2 separate regions of the Dromaius novaehollandiae genome follow, and region 2 is linked to region 1. Evidence: chromatin contacts called from public Hi-C data. All regions are on one chromosome and are shown on one strand. Each heading gives the region's core, a stretch centred on a gene start, on an enhancer-like site or on the middle of the called end of the contact. The rest is flanking DNA. Distances are from core to core; before and after follow the strand shown. Region 1 overlaps ARID1B (AT-rich interaction domain 1B). Region 2 holds the start of ARID1B (AT-rich interaction domain 1B).

Region 1 (2,700 bases), core at 134-2,633:
AGCTGGTGGAGAGCAGGAGCCCTTCACATGCATCCTCCCAGCTCAATGACCCAAGTACAGTCCAGCTAGGTAGGTGAAACAAATTTAAGAGTTTCGGTCCATTTTCCAGAAGCTAAACGTCCATCTCAGAAGAGACACCATTTACATCAACATCACTACACAACATCAACATAAGAGGACAAGAATTGAGAAACATTTGAGAAACAGCTGTGCTTTTCCTGAGATGTCCCGAGAGGTCAAGGCAGAAGTATTTGGGCGAGTTGGATCTGCGACAGATGCAGAAGGACAAATTGAGGCCTTCAAGGTGTCAGTTAAACAGTCCTCAATAATAACAAATTCACAATTCAAGAAGAAGAGGGATTATGAATTCTAGGGTGGCTTGTTAGTCTCCAAGTTCTTATAGAGACTATTTGTGTCTGCAGGGATGACTGAATCCCTGTATCTACAGCACTTGACTGCATTTGGATATATGCCTCCTACTAGACACTAAAATGAAAGCTGTATTTTAGAGCTCTGGAAAAGTGAAACACAGCCTACAGCTTGTATTTATAATAATATTTCTACCTATCTGGATATGCCTCACTGGCCTTATGTTGAAGAGGAAAGTGATGGGGGTTAATATCATGTCCCTGAGACTGTTCTGGATTTTTTGATCCCCAGTTCGTCAACCACGAGGTGCGTCTCTGCTGAAGACTGCTAATAAAACCCTGCGGATACAGAGAATGAGATGAAAACGCAAAGGGGAAAAGCGAAAAATGGACATACAAATCAAAACACAAGACAATGTACTGCCTTGACTTGAACCTTTCGCAGCTGCATCAAAGCTCACATGTGCTTACTTCAGCATCTGCTTAAATTAAATGACAAAAATCTGCACCACTTTGCAGAATGCTTGAAAAGTGCAGAATGCTTCAAAAAGAGCCTCTTTCAGGTTTTACATGTTTTAGATGGGAGCAGTCAGAACTGTTCCAGGCTTCGCTCTAAGTTTTGCAGACAAGATCAAGGAAAGAAAGGGTTAAGGCCCAGGAAATAAGAGAGCAACAGAGCAAATCTCTGTTTGAAAAGCCTATAAAATGTTACAAGCAAAACAGGAAAGCTTGTGTTAATAATGCATAAACCAAAGGAGGGGAAAAAAGCTACCCATTTAATGGAATAATGCTTTTATCCTTGCAGTTAAAATGAAATAAACCATGACTATTAATCTAGTAAGACCATGTAAAAACGTAATTTTTATACATTTTCTAAAAGAGGATAGTTCAGTAACCACTCTAAAAAGAAAGAAAAGAAAAAAAAACCCAAGGCCTTGTGTACAGCAGCGTTCAAATGCTAAATACCAATCTCCTCTCTGTGGAGGCCATTACCCACCCTGTCACCATGGCAACGCTAACAGTGTGACTGACTTCAAAGACAAAGATGTAATTTCAGACTTCCAGCAGCCAGAGGGAGTGGTAAGAATATGCTACCCAGGCGGTGTCAGCTGATGATAAATTATAAAAATATCCAGGAAGGTTATGAGGTGGACCGTACCACGGTGCTCGCCATCCTGGGGGAAACTTTTGCCTCAGTCAGACCAGGCTGGCGGAGATGGCGCAGTCGAGGAGTAAACAGGAAAGAAATCTCAGCGGAGTCGATTAAAAAAAAGTTGCGCAGCGCGGCGCCCTGCCTGCCTTTATTTCATTCCCGGGCAAAAGCAAAAATAGCTCATGCCATCCTTCTCCTCATTCAAATGCGAGTTGCTGCAGAGTGGTGCGAGCGCTCCCGGGGACTCGCTAAACCACCTCTGTAACTGCTACTTCTATATTTGTCAGAAACTGCTCCAAGTACCGAGCAGCCAGCGAGGAAGCCATATCAGCATGAAAAAGGCTGAGCTTTCTGAACCAACACGTTATATTCCTTTAACTTCAGTGCAGTTCTGACAGAAAAGTTGTTTTTTATTTTATTTTTTAAATGAAAAAGAGTAACGATAATTGCAAGATTGATTCAGTGGAGACAGGGCAGGAGTGAGCTCGCTTTTAAATTTTGACACGCTATGGATTCTAGCAATAAACAGTAATAGTAAGACAGAAAAACAGAGATTAACTTAGCTAATATATACCGTTTTCTCATCGATATGCTCTTACTAAGCGTGATAAAAATATCCACTTAAAAATCGGTCTACAGAGCTGGCCTTGTAGTCTAGCAATAGTACAGTATGTTGCCTGGGAAGCCAAAAACTCAAGCTCAGATGCATTTTTTTTTAAATCTGCTTTACCAAGTCCTCAGAAGGGAGTGCAATTCTTTTTCTAGGTGTCATGTTCCCTACAGAATCATTGCCTTGTATCTAAACCAAGATAAAAGGAATATATTGCCTTCCTGTTTAGTAAAGTTGGGTTACCCTATGAACTCTTTTCAGAGAGGAGACAGAGGGAGTTGCAGAACAGACATCCTAGAACAACCCAACACCTTGAAGCTTTCTTTTTGTACATACACATCTGTATATAGCCTAAATGGCATTACATCTGTAACTTGGCTATTATCTTGTTTAGAGGAAAACTAACCCTACTCCTTGCAGAAATTCAGATACTTTGTCTCCTTTTGGACAGGTCATGTGTATTACAAGCTACAGTACCCCTATCAGAAAGGCAGGTTCCCAGCTGATAGGGCACTGCAGTGTTCAAAGTGACTTAAAAACTGTATAATGTAATACAAAATATACTAGTC
Region 2 (2,700 bases), core at 142-2,641, 120 kb after region 1:
CAGGGGTCCCAAACCGGGGTGGTCGTAGCGGCCGCTGATGGGCTCGCCCATTTTGCCGGGCATCTCCTCCTCGTCGGCGCCTTTATTCAGCATTTGCTGCGGCTGCTGCGGGGGCTCGGCCTGAGTGCCCAAAACACTGTCTTTTCCTCCATGTTGCTGCTGCTCCATGTCTGCACTGGGCTGAGCAGCGCCGCCACCGCCACCGCCGTTGTTGTTGCTGCCGCTGCCGCCGCCGAGGCTGCTGTTGTTATTCTGCATGGGATGGTGCTGAGGCGGCGGCTGCTGCGGCGGCGGCTGGAATTGATTTAGCTGCTGCTGTAGTGCATGGTGGTGGTGGTGCGGGTGGTGGGCATGGTGGTGGTGGGCATGGTGATGCGGGTGGTGGGCATGGTGGTGGTGGGGCGGCGCGGCGGGGTGATCGCCTCCGACGCCTTTCAGTTTGTGGTTGGGAAGCAGCCCCGTCTCCATGGCCGAGCCCGGGTTGGAGGAGGAGGAGGAAGAAGAAGAAGACGACGAAGATAACGCCGAGGAGCTTCCACCTTCCTTCAGAGCCGGCTCCGAGGAGGAGCCGCCGCCGCTGGCGTTGTTGTTGTTGTTGTTACCGGTGGCAGCGGCAGAAGTTGCATTATTGGCCATGTTCAGCGGCTCGCTGTGGTGGTGGAGGAGATGGTGATCTACATTATTCAGGCTGCTGCCGCCGGTGGGAGTCCCGTCTCCGACCCCCAGCATGGGGCCCGGCCCGGGAGCCCCCGCGGCGGCGGCGGCCCCAGCCCCCCCCGGGCCCCGCTCCGGGCCCAGGCTGCCCGGCAGGCTCGGGGCTTTGCCCTTGCTGTTGTTCGCACCCGCCGGAGCCGCTGCGACTTGCGCGGCCATGATCATTGCAACATGGCAAGTCCGGATAAATTAGTAGTAGTAGTAATAATAATTAAAAAAAAAATCAACCCCCACCCTCAAAAAAAGGGGGGGGGAGTGGATAGGGTTGGAGGAAGGGAGAGGAGAGGGGCAAAAAGAGAAACGGCTGGGGGAAAGAGACGTAACTGAGCCAACAGTATCCCCTGCGGATCACTCCACACACACAAAAATTACAGAAATTTCCCTCCCCGAGTCCGTGATTGAGATTAGAAATGGTAAGAATGCCTTACGGTCTGTGCCTGTTCCTGCTGTGTGATTTCATGTTGAAAGTTTTTTTGTTCAGGTTTAAATGAAACTTTTTTTTTTTCTTTTCCTCTCTAACCCGGATATGGGTAAATACACGTCTGACTGAGCCTATCTGGCCCAGCATGGCATGAGCGAGCGAGCTCCAGCAACCATCGCCCCCTCCGCGCCGAGCGCTCCCGCGCACTCGCAAAACGCGGACTGGACTTCGCGCGCCGCCGGCTCCCGCTCCCCGCCGCGGCCCCGGTGGCGGCACGCGCGGGCGGGCGGGCGGGCCGCGCGGGGGAGGGGAGGGCCGGCGGCCCCGCCGGAGGGAGGGGGGCGCGGTCCCCTTCGCGCCCCTGCTTTGATTTTTATTTTTAGCCGGTTTTGCGCGCAGCGAGGGCTGGAGCCGGGCGCCGGCTCTGGGATCGAGTTCCGCGAGGAGGCAATAAAATATTAAACTCCTGTCGGGGTGGCGGCGGGGCGCAGGGCCGAGGCCGGGCCCCGCCGGCGGCTCCGGCCCGAGGAGGCCGCGCTGGGGCGCCGAGCGGCCCGGCGGGGCCCGGCGCGGCGGGGCTGCCCGGGGGCGCTCTCGGGGGCCGGCCGGGCCGGGCCGAGCAGGGCCGGGCAGGCCGCTGCCTCGCCGGGCAGGCGGCGGGCAACCCGCGCGCCGGCGGGGCCCGGATTTACTGTGCTAAATAAATAGGAATAAATCGGTCAGACTTCGAAAGACTGTAGTCCTCTGCCCTTGAGCCCAGGATGTAACGCTCAAGCGCTTTTTCATTTCACGCGGATGACAAGAAAATGTGTGTTGTTTCATGGAAAAATAGGATACCTCCCCCTCCACCCCACCGCCCCGGAAGACTGGTACTTTGTGTGCGGGGGGTTATAAAATTTAAGCTAAAATTCTGTGGCAGTAGCATCTTTGCAGTTGTCCACATTGTCCAGCTGTCTCCAAACTCTAATGGTCGTTTGCACTGATGATGCTTTTATATATAGAGCTGTTTTCAGTATGTTCCGGGTACTTATTTGGAGATCTACAGGAGCTGATCAAGGAGAGAGAGACATTTTCAGCCTCATAACTGTTTCCCCAAACAATATAATTTCTAGTATGCACAAGGCACTCATGAAAACGTAGTAATACAAAACACATAATCGAAGTAACTTTTGCTCCAAATGGTAAGCTGTTGCTGATGACCTACATTTTTGTACCGTCTTTCAGAATGTTTTGGCAGGTTTTTTATAACTATCTTAATAAAACCAATAACTTACTATTAGAAAAGATAGTAGTCGTACACTACATTCAACTAATAAAAGCAGTTGGAAGATCAGATATTCTGCTATACACATAGCAAACTGGGACGTTAATGAATGCTTTTAATACAGCAAGGGTCCGAAATAGGCTGTTTTAAATGAATAGTCCTATGCATTCTGTTAGAGATCACCATGCTTTCAAATTTCAAAATAGATAAATAGGGAATTCAATAATAATGACAGAGAAAAATACACCATATCAAGAAAGATGCTGTCATGAGTAGGTAGGCTTTTTTTATATCCGCTGTG

The links. Hi-C and Micro-C count contacts between places; a contact is called where the count stands out from the background.
Region 2: a Hi-C map of liver shows a contact between it and region 1, with 2.5 times the contacts expected there. The contact joins the promoter of ARID1B here to the enhancer-like site in region 1. A contact is called at or near these places in 2 of 4 Hi-C or Micro-C datasets (brain and liver).

The regions. Positions count from the first base shown.
Region 1 is chr3:68,670,783-68,673,482 of bDroNov1.hap1, forward strand. The region is part of intron 4 of ARID1B (AT-rich interaction domain 1B); the gene reads right to left. Among named protein-coding and RNA genes, the nearest start is that of ARID1B, 120 kb to the right of the region's middle. Within about 2 kb of position 1,384, at least 2 of the 2 cell types and tissues checked have open chromatin away from gene starts, as enhancers often do.
Region 2 is chr3:68,788,561-68,791,260 of bDroNov1.hap1, forward strand. It overlaps ARID1B (AT-rich interaction domain 1B), which reads right to left and starts at 1,392. Exons shown (of 22, transcript XM_064509114.1): 1 at 1-1,392. The coding sequence starts at 879.